3 separate regions of the Pan troglodytes genome follow, and regions 2 and 3 are each linked to region 1. Evidence: chromatin contacts called from public HiChIP or PLAC-seq and capture Hi-C data. All regions are on one chromosome and are shown on one strand. Each heading gives the region's core, a stretch centred on a gene start, on an enhancer-like site or on the middle of the called end of the contact. The rest is flanking DNA. Distances are from core to core; before and after follow the strand shown.

The links. HiChIP or PLAC-seq counts read pairs in DNA pulled down with a chosen protein or histone mark. Capture Hi-C pulls out chosen DNA fragments and counts their contacts.
Region 2: a capture Hi-C map of stem cell-derived neural stem cells shows a contact between it and region 1, with 6 times the contacts expected there. The contact joins the promoter of TTF2 here to the promoter of CD58 in region 1. A contact is called at or near these places in 3 of 7 Hi-C or Micro-C datasets (blood, induced pluripotent stem cells and stem cell-derived neural progenitor cells), 1 of 1 datasets of contacts at active chromatin or transcription factors (stem cell-derived excitatory neurons) and 1 of 1 other capture datasets (stem cell-derived neural stem cells).
Region 3: an H3K4me3 HiChIP or PLAC-seq map of stem cell-derived excitatory neurons shows a contact between it and region 1, with 4 times the contacts expected there. The contact joins the promoter of PTGFRN here to the promoter of CD58 in region 1. A contact is called at or near these places in 1 of 7 Hi-C or Micro-C datasets (stem cell-derived neural progenitor cells) and 1 of 1 datasets of contacts at active chromatin or transcription factors (stem cell-derived excitatory neurons).

Annotation. Positions count from the first base shown.
Region 1 is chr1:113,796,939-113,800,953 of NHGRI_mPanTro3-v2.0_pri, reverse strand. CD58 (CD58 molecule) reads left to right here and starts at 2,305. Exons shown (of 6, transcript NM_001427916.1): 1 at 2,305-2,444. The coding sequence starts at 2,375. It overlaps LOC129144261 (a long non-coding RNA gene), which reads right to left and starts at 3,715. Exons shown (of 4, transcript XR_008548527.2): 1 at 3,634-3,715; 2 at 3,455-3,549; 3 at 3,233-3,343.
Region 2 is chr1:114,284,614-114,288,628 of NHGRI_mPanTro3-v2.0_pri, reverse strand. It overlaps TTF2 (transcription termination factor 2), which reads right to left and starts at 1,739. Exons shown (of 23, transcript XM_513683.8): 1 at 1,552-1,739; 2 at 1,369-1,471. The coding sequence starts at 1,579.
Region 3 is chr1:114,134,746-114,138,760 of NHGRI_mPanTro3-v2.0_pri, reverse strand. It overlaps PTGFRN (prostaglandin F2 receptor inhibitor), which reads right to left and starts at 2,307. Exons shown (of 9, transcript XM_009428418.5): 1 at 1,971-2,307. The coding sequence starts at 2,019.

The sequences.
Region 1 (4,015 bases), core at 1,056-3,555:
TTCGTGCAAATCCAACCAGTATTTATATAAATGAAGTGAACGTACGTTCCCTCATGAGGCATGCAATGAAAATGACAATTTGCATTTATGCAGGATTGGGGCAGTGTTTTGCTCACTACATTCTGGGATTCCTAAGCTTTGTGGGAGTAGTTCCAAGGGTTTGGCAGAAACGAGAGTCAAGACACCAGAGAGTGGCATGCTAGGAAGAACAGCCCCGGCCTCTTCAGCAGCCCTCCTTTCTTACTTTCTCATCCATGATTATCTACAGTGACAAGAAGATAAAACTGGACCTTGCAATACTAGTCACAGCATGAAAAATACATCCACCCCTCCTTTTGATAGCAGGTTCTCAGTATGTAAAGGGAATCTTTTTGGCTGCCTGCCTAACGCATTGCAGGTCCAGCATTCCTGAGCTGCTTTTGATTCATAAAATTAACCAGGCATTTGAGGGCTTCTAAAAGTGCTTGATGGACAGCATTTCTCTCAATGAAAGAGTAGGCACTGCTCCTTGGTCAAAGGAGAGTCCAACCAAGGAAGCCTAATGAGTTATTCCTCACCCAATACCTGGAGACCATGACCTGAGGGTGAGGGGCTTCCCCAGCGCCATGTGACTGGGCTGTTCTTTCCTCAGCCCTTCTCTTAAGGGGGTTAACAGCTCTTGCTGGCAGTCCAAATGGCTGCATAGCTTTCAGTCCAAAAGTCCCATTATCATATCCCGCTCCTGTGTGAAGGGATAAGAGTAGAGGCATTGGACATGGCCTCAGTTGGACTCCAAGTTCTGCCCTTTACTGTGTGCCCTGAGTAATTTACCTTCTCCAGGCGTCAGTTTCCTCATTTGCAAAAACAACAGCAGCAGTAAGATTAAGTTAATCCAAGCAATGCACTTCACATAGGGCCTGCTCAATAGATGTTTGCTGTCGTATCACTTCCCAGCTCAAAAACTTTCTGTGGCTCCCCAGTGTCTGAAGGTCTAACCCCATCCTGCCTTTCTAAGTTGGCCTGAGTTCCTACCAGCCCAGGGCAGAGAACACTTGATTTCCTCACATTTTATGTTACACACTGCCCCTGCCTTGTGTTCCCAGTATCTACAGATGGTAGGGAATATCTCAAGATAGCAGGTTTGTGGTAGAGGGCATTGGTTCCAGAAGTTTCACTGATAGAGATACCTTTTAAGATTTTATGGCTAACTTAAGAAATAATTCATGTCTCTTTGCAATATGGTTCAAGTGTCTTGAGTGACTTTGAGTCCCCACCTGGGGATAATGGAGGTGAAGCAGCAAGAAAGCACATTCCCTCTCAGTTTCACAACCTGCACCATGTGTTGGTGGTTATTTGGGCAGCAGGGAGTCCTGTTCATGGAAATGGATTCCTGCTCACATAATAACTAAGAGTTCTGTGAACTCCCTCAGCTGGGCAGGGGCAACTCTGGTGCTTCTGTCTGCAAGAAAGGGGACAGACAGGGAGGCTGAGGTGAGGAGCTGGTTCTGGGAATAGAGTCATTTGTTCTGGGATATAGGGATGTGAGGGGAGGGCCAGCTCAATGCAGACTGATGAAGAGCGGGGAGAGTGATGAGTGCCTGCCGCAGCTTGGGCTGGATGGATGTGGGGAGGCTAGGCAGTGAGGGAGATGTGGATCTGACATCTCAGCCTGAGGGAAAGTCCCGGTTGAGATGGGGGAAGAGAGAAAAAGAGGAATCTGAGAAGGGAGAAACCAAAGGCTGGAAATCCCAGCTCCGGGTATAAGGGAGTGTGGGGACGGGGGAGGCCTGCCTCAGGTAACCCTACGCCTAACAGTTGTCTAAAATGCTCCCTTTCCTTGTCATGTTTGAGGAAAAGTGGTTCAAAGAGGCCGTCTGATGCGGGATCACACAGCGCTGAAGGGATGAGGGGTCCCGGGTGCTCCCGCCCGTCCCGCTGCCTCCTCCGGTGGCTCTCTGGGAGCCACAGCCCCGTCTAGCCACGGAGGGGCCTTCAGCACGCCCCAAACGCTAAGGGGAAGCTCGGGAGGTGCGGTAGGAAGGCAGAGAAACCTGGTTTTTAAAACGCAAGCCATTTTCAAGGAAAGAATTTCTTACTTAAAAATAGCGTATGGAATGGCGGCGGAATGACGGGAGGGACCGAGCTGGGGGACTGGACGGCGCCCCGGGGACACAGGAAGGAGGCGCGCAGAGCCGAGCCCAGAGGCGCGCCCGGGGAGTGGAAGCGCGAAGACAAACGCGGCGCCGCGGAGGGTGGGGGAGGAAGGGCCGGGGCGGGGCGCGGGCTGCCAGCCCAGGGCTGGGCGGAGCCCTACTTCTGGCCGACCGCGTAGGCGGTGCTTGAACTTAGGGCTGCTTGTGGCTGGGCACTCGCGCAGAGGCCGGCCCGACGAGCCATGGTTGCTGGGAGCGACGCGGGGCGGGCCCTGGGGGTCCTCGGCGTGGTCTGCCTGCTGCACTGCTTTGGTGAGTGAAGCCTGCCCCAGGGGCCCCGCGCCGGCCGGCGCGTACTGGGCACCACCAAGGCTGGGTGGACGCGCTGGGCTGCCGATCAGAGACGGGTGGGGACGGGTCGCTGTGGGCCGGGAACAACTCAGCCGTGGGAGCCTTTTCAGGAAGAGAAAGTTGTTATTTCATCGCCAGTGTCCCTCATGGAGTCAGCAAGGAACTGTGTGGCCTTAGGGAAGGATGGGCTCCGGCCCGCTAGCCTGTCCTGCGGGGCCTGCGCCCCCCCGCCGGCCCCCTCCAGTGACCAAGTTCCTTCCTGGGCTTCCCCAGTAACGTCGCTGAGCGCTTCAGCGGACTGCAAAACTTCTTCCCAGCCGTGAACGCGCCCGGGACGGGGAGCGGGCGCGGATGCCACCTGATCGAGGGCGACGCCTGCTGCCCTCCCCGCGCGGTGCGGTCCCCGCCCGCGCGGCGTCCGCCGTATCAGCAGAGAGGACTTTTCAGAGTCGCCCCACAGCGAGGAGCGGGGAGGCAACTAGGAAGCCCAGTCGGCAGCGGCCTCACGTTGGGATTCCTAAGTGGTGCGACTCCTGCTCCTTTTTCCTCCCCTCAAATCCTAAAAACTAGTATCAGAACCGGTTCCATCCTCTCCGTGTGTTGTCAGCCAAGTCGTCACAACAACCTCAGGAAATAGGTCCCTTTCTTCCCATTTTGCCTCCCCATCCTCCTTCACCCTCCACACATTGGCCCCAGTCAGGCCATAGCCAAACCCCAGGAGTACAGCAGTAACCTCCCAGCGAGTTCACCTGTACTTGAGGGGTTCTCATGGCTGGCTTCTGCACCCCACTGCCAGCCCTCCAGCCCGTCCGTCCGTTTGCTCAGCGTCCACTGCCTGCCCGGGAGGTGCGCGTGTGCATCTGTGGAAGACAGCCAAGGGGGAGGGGTTGAGATAGACTCAAAAGTACCTGCACGATCAGATAAAGAAGTCAGTGTTGTAAGAGAGGCCTGGGCTGGGCGTGGTGGCTTACACCTGTCATCCTAGCACTTTGGGAGGCTGAGGCAGGTGGATCACTTGAGGCCAGGAATCGGAGACCAGCAGGGCCAACACGGTGAAAGATCGGCTCTACAAAAAATACAAAAATTAGCTGAGCGTGGTGGCGCATACCTATAGTCCCAGCTACTCGGAGGGCTGAGGTGGGAGAATCACCTGAGTCCCGGAGGCAGAGGATGCAGTGAGCTGTGATTGTGCCACTGAACTCCAGCCTGGGTGACAGAATATGACCCTGTCTCAAAAAAAAAAAAAAAAAAAAAAAAAAAGGTGAGCTGTGAGGGTACAGAGGGAAGAAGAAGGCAGTCTCTTTTGTGAAATCAAGTGTCTTTTGTGAAGCAGTCTTCATGGGAGGGAGGATATTTGAGCCCAGCCTTCAAGGACTGGTGATGTGTGGACATGTGATAATGTGGGAAAAGATTGCTGAGTGTCCCCTTAGGGAGTCTGGATTCTCTGAGCTGAGAGAGCTTCTCCTGGGCCTTACAGGATCAGGACCATGCGCCTGGGAAGAAGAATCTGTTAGCAACAAAGAGGAAGGCTG
Region 2 (4,015 bases), core at 490-2,989, 490 kb before region 1:
CCAACTTATTATGAAAAAATTTAAATATATATAACATTTGAGAGTAAACAGGTTTGAGTGAAGGTTTAAAATACTCTCCTAAACCTGTGGCACTTTTTTTGGCCTGTATTTTGGTTATCAGATATAGTCCAAATAAATCAAGTTTATCAAATAATTGTCTTCAAATACCACTGTGCTAGTTTGTATAGCAAAGCATTTGTGTAGATGGGATCCTAAATAAGAGTGTTTCTCTTAATGTAAAACCAAATCTTATGCCACCATTAATGCTGAATTCCTGCAAAGGTAAAAATGCTTCTATCTCACAAAACTTGACCTGGGTACTATATCTGAGAGGCTCAGTGTAAATCATCTAACTCATGAAACAGAAACATGGGAAGTTGGTATACATGTTGAAAGGGCACTTTTCTAATACTGATATCCATTATGTACTCTACATCTGACACGGAGAAAAATAACTTTACCAAGTTTTGCTGAATAGAGAGCAGGAGATGTTTAATGATGTGATGATAGTTTTAAAATTCACATAGAAAATGTAGACACTTGGTACTGTGAAAACATTAACACTTGACAAACTATTAACTTTCCTCACTTTAGAGAAGATGCTTAACATTTCTGACTCTCTCCTCCCACCTCAGCCTCACGAGTAGCTGGGACTACAGGCGTGTGATACCATGCCCAGACAATTTTTTTTAATTTTTCGTAGACACGGGATTTCACCATGTTGCCCAGGCTGGTTTCGAACTCCTGGGCTCAAGCGATTCGCTCGCCTTCGCCTCCCAAAGTGCTGGGATTACAGGCGTCACACACCGCGCCAGGCCCTCCGTTGTTTCTTCCAGCGCTAATTTCTTTGAATTATCAATTTCACCATTTAGATGCAGAGAATCCTACTTAAAAATAAGAAGGCTAACAACTAATCACTAGAGTGTTTTAAGCTCAAACATTTAAAAAAACCGTCGGGCCTAAAACTAGTGCAAAACAGGGACAAATTATTTTCCACTATGTCTGCTGTGTGTCCTTACTCCTTTAAAGGGGGAGGGACTGTCTGGGCAGGAGAAGGGAGTGGTTAAGGCCCGTCAAGTGAATAGAAACCCAGAGCTGGAAAACACCGGATCCTCAATTTTACAGGTAGGGGAACCATCGGCCCAGAGAGGGGGGGTAACCAGCCTCGGGTCACACAGCCAGAATTAGCTGGGCGTCTTCCGAACACGCCACGCTGCCCTGGGATCATCAATTGCTTAAAGGGTCCTGACACCGCAAACTAGGGCCCCACAACTCCTCGGCCCTGTGACGCCCGACAGCGGGGAGCCGGCAGCTCCTCTCGGGAGGCCCCGGGCAGCCACAGGGAGTGGGGCCCAGCTCAAGACCTACTCGGTGGCCAGCACGAAGGTGCACGTGTCTGCCCGGCACACGTAGAAGCTCTTTCCTTTATTCGGGCCATCGCGGACGCCGGTCTTAAGAAAGCAGAAAGTCCCTGAAGAGAGAAGAAAGTGAACAACGATTACGCCACGCTAAATCAACAGGCCCCGGGACGCTGAGACCCTAGCCCCTTACCGTGCTCTGGACACCTAACTTCTTCCATTTCGCTGGGTCCCCCAAGTTCCACAAAGCCCCGCCCCCAATTCTGCTTCCGCCTTTTACTCCGCCCTCTTTGTTCAGGAACCAACCATCACTCAGCTCTTGCAGTCTTAATCCCTCCCATAATTCTCCGCCCTTGGCCTTTACCCGTCCTAGCCGCTATCAGCCAATCATATAGGAACTTCGCTCACCTCCAACCAATCACAGCTGCCCTCAGGTATGGCGCGCGCCGAAATCAAATACGGAGCCAGGGGGCGTAAAAGACCCGGCTTTTGCAGGCTGGGGCGTGGCTGAGGCTGGGGAGAAGCTTAGAAGGTGGCGGGGCTTCTGGAGGAAAAAAAGCTTCGATTTGCAGGTCTTGGAAGAGGGAAGGGCAACTCTTGTTTACGTTTAAAACCGAGAGGCGGCCCTAGGGGTAGCGCCAGTTAGCAGGCGCTGAAAGGCCCTGGCTTCGTGGGTGTCTCTGAGCGAGGCTGGCGCTCGTGCGCGCTGGGCTCCGCGCTCAGTCGCTGGGGTGGGAGGCCAGGGGAAGCCGCCGCTGCAGGCCGAGCCGCGAGATTTGCAGTGCAGGAGCCGAAGCGGCGGGCATGGTGGGAGGTCCTTGGAAGCTGCTGCGGTGAACTGAAACGGCTCTCATAGGCAGGCACAAAGACTTCTCTAGGACCCCCTACAATGCTTTACGTTTGCCTCGTGCTTTAGATTTCCCAAAGTGCTTACACATAACACGACCCTCCTCACTCGACCTGGTGAGATGGGTAGCATTTTGTGGAAGATCCCGAGACTCAAGTTTGAGAGACTCACCCAAGGTCAGAGTTGGCGAGTGGGCGGTCCGTGGACAGGTGCGCAGGTCTCAGCGCCATTTGGCCCGCGCTGCTGCTTCCTGTGTGTACTGGATGTTCTCTAGGCTCGCCCAGCGTGGAAGCCCCGAGTTACCAGCCGCAACGTGGAAACCACAAAAGGGGAAATAGATGACTTTTGGTGAAGGCGAATTTTACTTTATCATTTTGTATTGTCAGACTTTTTTTTGCTATTATGCTTTTGTAATTTTAAAAATCGAAGACGAGGTTAAATAGAAGAAAGGGGACAGTTCCGTTCTATTTGACTTCATCCTCGATTTTTAAAATTTGAAGTTGTAATCAAAACTATTAGTAAACAAAAAGAGAGGAATAGATACTAGATTTATTGCAATAGAAATAGTTTCATATTGCAGCTATTGAGGACCATATGTCCCAGACATATGGTGTGGCACCTGCACTGTTCTTATGGGGGCCGTAGAACAGAAAATCTGTAATGTCTAGGAAATCTGGGCGATGTGATAAATGTACATGTTATGGGGATCCGGAGGAAGGGAGACAAACCTGAGGTATCATTTATTAATTAAACAGTACTTACTAAATAGCTTTTTTGTGCCCGTTGTGGACTAGGTGCTTGAGAAATGTAAAATTCATTCATTTACATACACAAAGTTTGAAACAACTATTCTAAGCACAAGGAACTTACTCAGTATTTTGAGGAGACTGAACTAGTACATGTTGAACACTTAAATAACAATATAAAATAGTATTTAAATGTCAAAATGAATGGAGTTAGCAGTAACTCTCTAGGACTAGAGAAAAATGGAATTTCCAAAGTGAAGTTCCTTTATACATAACTACCCTTCTGAAACTTAGATGAACTTAGAGATAAGACAGGAACAACAAATAGAGGCATTTTCATTATTCCAAGATTGTTATTCTTGCAAATGATGTATTTGTACATGTTTAATAGATGCTGTATTGGAGGTAGTATACCATGAATACAGGATTTGCAGAAAGAGGGGCATGGTAATTAATTATTTCTTGAATAATTTTCGAAACAAGGCAAAATCGGGGCCTCTTAAATATCCCATTAAGGAAGAAGCTTCTCCTCTGCAAGTACCCAAGTCAGTATCTCCAGTCCAACCTCACAAAAGTGTGCACAGCCAAATCACAGACAGGAGGAATATTTCTTCCATAAATTAAAAATATACTAGATCAAAATGTTAAGTCCCTGAACAACTTATTCCACCTCATCATATTTACAAGATTGAAAAAAATAAGTTTGAGATTGGACGAAAGATGGTCATAACTGGAAACATTTTTAAAATTAATTTTTATGCCCGTTGAGTATGGTGGTGGGCACCTGGGGTCCTAGCTACTCAGGAGGCTGAGGTGGGAGGATGGCTTGAGCCCACAAGTTCGAGGCTACAGTGAGCTGTGATTGTGCCACTGCACTCTAGCCTTGGTGACAGAGCGAGACTTTGTCTCTTAAAAAAAAACTTATGCCTATTGAAATAAATGATAATGAATTATACAGCATCCACTTTTCAAAATATACACATGTATTGGTGTATGTGTATTATTTTTTATTCTTAATTTATATTTTAAATTTATATTGTTAATTAGCCTACAGACCCCCGGAG
Region 3 (4,015 bases), core at 1,058-3,557, 340 kb before region 1:
ATAGGAGGCATCCAGCCAGGACAGGATATGCTGGAGTACAATCAAGATTTCCCCAAGCTGTGCTTTCCCCACTTCTATTTTGTTTTTGTCAGTCTCTCTTTGCCCCCTCCCCTCTTCTCCCTTCATTATTACTCAAGGGCATTGTTTTCAAAGTTCTACCTCATCCCACCCTCATAACTGGTACCCAGGTTGTTCAGAGAACTGCACAGCTCTAGGGGGAGTCATTCACACAGACTACAAAGTGAACAGCAGCTCCCGAAGTTGTACAGTGCACAATCTGTGCAAACCTAGGCCATGGCCCTGCTTGACCCAGACACATAAAGTCAATTAATGTGTGTGGACTATAACAGCAGTGCGCCACTAACATACAACTTACAAGGGTCCCAGAGTGACAAGTAAAGATTAAAAGCACTACCACCGGGTGTGGTGGAGCATGCCTGTAATTCCAGCACTTCAGGAGGCTGAGGTGGGAGAATCACTTGAGCCCAGGAGTTTGAGGCTTCAGTGAGCTGTGGTTGTGCCACTGCACTCCAGACTGGGTGAAAGACTGAGGCTTTGTTTCAAAAATAAAAATAAAGCACTAGGATCAGGGACTATAGAAAAGATGCCATAAAACTAAGTGGAAGATCTGGAAGCTTTCTGCACATGGGCTGAAGCTGAAGCAATGTGGCTGGACGAGCTCTCTGAGGGAGTCAGTTCAGAAAATCCCTTCAAGGTGAAGGAAGAAAACACAGCAGCCAGCAAGGCTGGTTCATCAGCAGCAGGAGTCATGGGGGTTAGAGCAGTGTGGGCCCCGGTGTCCCCAGCAGGGGAGTGGCTGTACAAGGCCTCCTCTGGAACCCTCTGACCATAAGTGCAGAGTAATCATTTGCCCTGTGTGCAGCTGGGACCTGAATGGCACGGACACCGCACATCATGCGCTCTGTGAAAGACTCAGAGCCACCTTCTCTAGGGGCTTGGAAGAGAACCCCAGGCCAGGTCACAGGAATCATCTTGTCCTGGTTGACACTGACAACAAGGATCCAAGAATATCAAAGCATTTAAGAGTCGGCCCTGGGGTACCATGGTGGGCACTTAATAAACATATTTCCGTGGCTGGCTAGGATCACCATGTGGATCTACGTGAAGATGGTGTCTGTGTATGGAGTGAATGGAAAATGGAGAGGGAAAAAACCCACAAAAGATTCCTTGGGTGGGGGGAGGGCGCTGGGCCAAAACCTCACGGGGCACCCAGGGTTTCCGGAGGGTGGAAGACGAGGGGATAGTAAGGGAGGGAAAGTAACAGGTAGAAAAAGTTGGAGAAGCCAGGCTCTTAGGTCTTTGTGTATAAACACGCAGCTAGGCAGCTTCAAGAAAAGCTAAAAGAAAAGACTGAGGCAGAAGATCTAGCCACGACGAAAATGACGGCAGGACTCGCTCGCCGATTTCCATTGTAACGCTCCGGGCCACCCTGTGACCTTCGTGGAAGGAAGTTGGAGGATTCTCTCGCTTCCCTGGAAAGGCAACTCCGCGCGGGTTGGGTGAAGAGCGACCCGGCCGGCGGCGGCTATGGCGGGGCATATCAAAGGCTCACATTTCCGCTCTCGAGCCGAGGACCCGGGCCGGGACCGCAGCACCTTCCGGGCCGGGAGTTCAAGGTGAGCCGGGCTCCCGGCGGCCAACAGGTAGGGAGACCTGGGGGAAAGACGGCCCCGGGCCACTCCCCCCGGCACATGTTGGGGGCGAGGCTCGGCCTGGCGGAGCGGCCACTTGCACCCCGCGCGCGGGGCCCGAGCGGATTCGCGCCAGGCTCCGGGCGGCCCCGCGGCCGCTCCCCGCCGGGCCGAACAGCCCGCGCACCCCGGCCGGGTTTCCCGGGAGCAGCCCGGGCACCCTCGGCGCCCCAGGCCGCGCGCTGCAGCCGCGCCCCGCCGAGCCCTCCAGGGCCCCGCCAGTCCCCGTGTGCCCCGCTGAGCCCCGCGCACACTCACCCAACGACAGGAGCGCCAGCAGCAGCGGCCTCGAGGCCAGGCGCCCCATGCTCGCCCGGCGGGAGCGACTCTCCCCCTCCTCCTCCTTCCCCGCCGCCTCTCCTCCTCCTCCTCTTCCAGCTCCGGCTGCTCCAGAGTCGGCGCTCCTCCGCCTGGGCCGCGCGCCTGCTCCGCTCTCCTCGCGAGCCGATAAATCCCAGCGCTGGGGCGTACGTGCGCCCCTGGCTCCGCTCGCTCCCTCCCGCCTCCTTCCCTCCCTCCTCCAGCCGGCCGGGCCCGGGAGCCGGCCCCGCCGATCCGAGTGTGCAGCCCCGACCGCTTCCCGAAAGCAGAAGGGAAGAACCGCAGCGCCCGCCCGCGCCTCCCATCCGGCGCTTTGCCAGCAACAAACACAAACTTTCCCAAGCCCCTCCCCGCTCCAGGTAACGGAGGAAGAGCCGGGGCCACCCGCTTAAAGGCGAGGAGGCGTCGGAGCCCACCCTGCCATCCCCTCTGGGCCCCCACCCCACGAGAAACTTTCCTCCGACCTTTAAAAGTTGGCCTGGGAAAGACTCGTCTGGAAATCCCATCGCTTTAGCCCTATCCCGGGACACCCCGCGTTCCATCACGCTGGAGTCACCCACGCGTGTCTAGTCTATCCTCAGCCAACTCCCCGCTCGTTCGGCCTCTCGTCCTGAGCTAAACACCCCACCAACCAGCCGCTTGGCCTATGCCAAAAATTATGCAGATAGGAGCGAAGGAGCTGAAAGGACTTTTAAAGGCCACGGATTCCAACCTCTACCATACAGAGGCCTTAAGTGTTTCGGTGAGGTGCCCAAGGATTCACAGGGAAGGGGCAAAATCAGAACCCCGCTCTCCTGACTCTGCCCACTCCCCGGTGGCTAGGGTGGGCCTGCCTCCTTCCTTACCCAGCTCCCTCCCTCTCCTCGGCGCCTGTGGCACTGATTAGAACAGCACCCCACAAAGACACCCATTTAAAAAACAAACAAAACCCAAGTGTATTAATAGCTATAGTACTTCATATAGAATGTACTCTTAAGACTTCATATTTATTGCTGTAAGTGGACACCACTGGTTGCCAATAAAGACTCATTTTCCCCCTACAATAGAGTTTTGTGCTTTTGATTTGAATACAAAAGGCCCGACTTGGTTGGGAGAAATGGAGCATTCCTTGCTTGAAACTTAGCAAGCATGATTCAAACACGCAAGGAGCAGCACTGGTGCCCACTGCCCGTCACTGGGCTTTCATTCACATGCAAAACGGATCGCAGATGCTTATGCGGAAACTGCCCACACTGGGGAAGAACACTGCTTTTACTCTCATGCATCCGTCTTTCAACCAACAAATGTTTCTTATTTCCCCACTATCAAATGTGTGATTAGCCAGGTATCTCTGGAAAGAGACTTAAAAATTCATTCCTGGTGGTGCAACGTTATTGTACTTAATGCCACTGAATGGTACACTTAGAAATGTTTAAAATTGCCAGGCCTGGTAACTGGTACTTGTAATGCTAGCTACTCAGAAGGCTGAGGTTGGGGGGGCAGGGGGAGGCGGGGGGCAGGGATGGTGTTGCTTGAGGCCAGGAGTTTTTATTTGTTTTGTCTTCTTTCTTTCTTTCATTTTTGAGACAGGGTCTCAAAATGAGGATCTGTCACCTAGGCCGGAGTGCAGTGGTGCGATCAGGGATCACTGCTGCCTTGACCTCCCAGGCTCAAGCAATCCTCCCACCTCCACCTCTCAAGTAGCTGGAACCACAGATGTGTGCCACCACACTCCAGCTAATTGTTTTTATTTTTTGTAGACACTGGAGTCTCCCTATGTTGGCCAGGTGGGTCTCGAACTCCTGGGCTCAAGCGATTCTCCCGCCTCGGCCTCCCCAAAGACTGGGATTACAGGTCTGAGCCACTGGGCTGGCACTTTTTCTTCTTTTTCTTTTTTCTTTCTTTTTTTTTTTTATTTGAGGCTAGAAGTTTGAGACTCGGGCAACATTGTGAGACACCGTCTCTAAAAAAAAATTTTTAAGGTTAAAATGGTAAATTTTGTG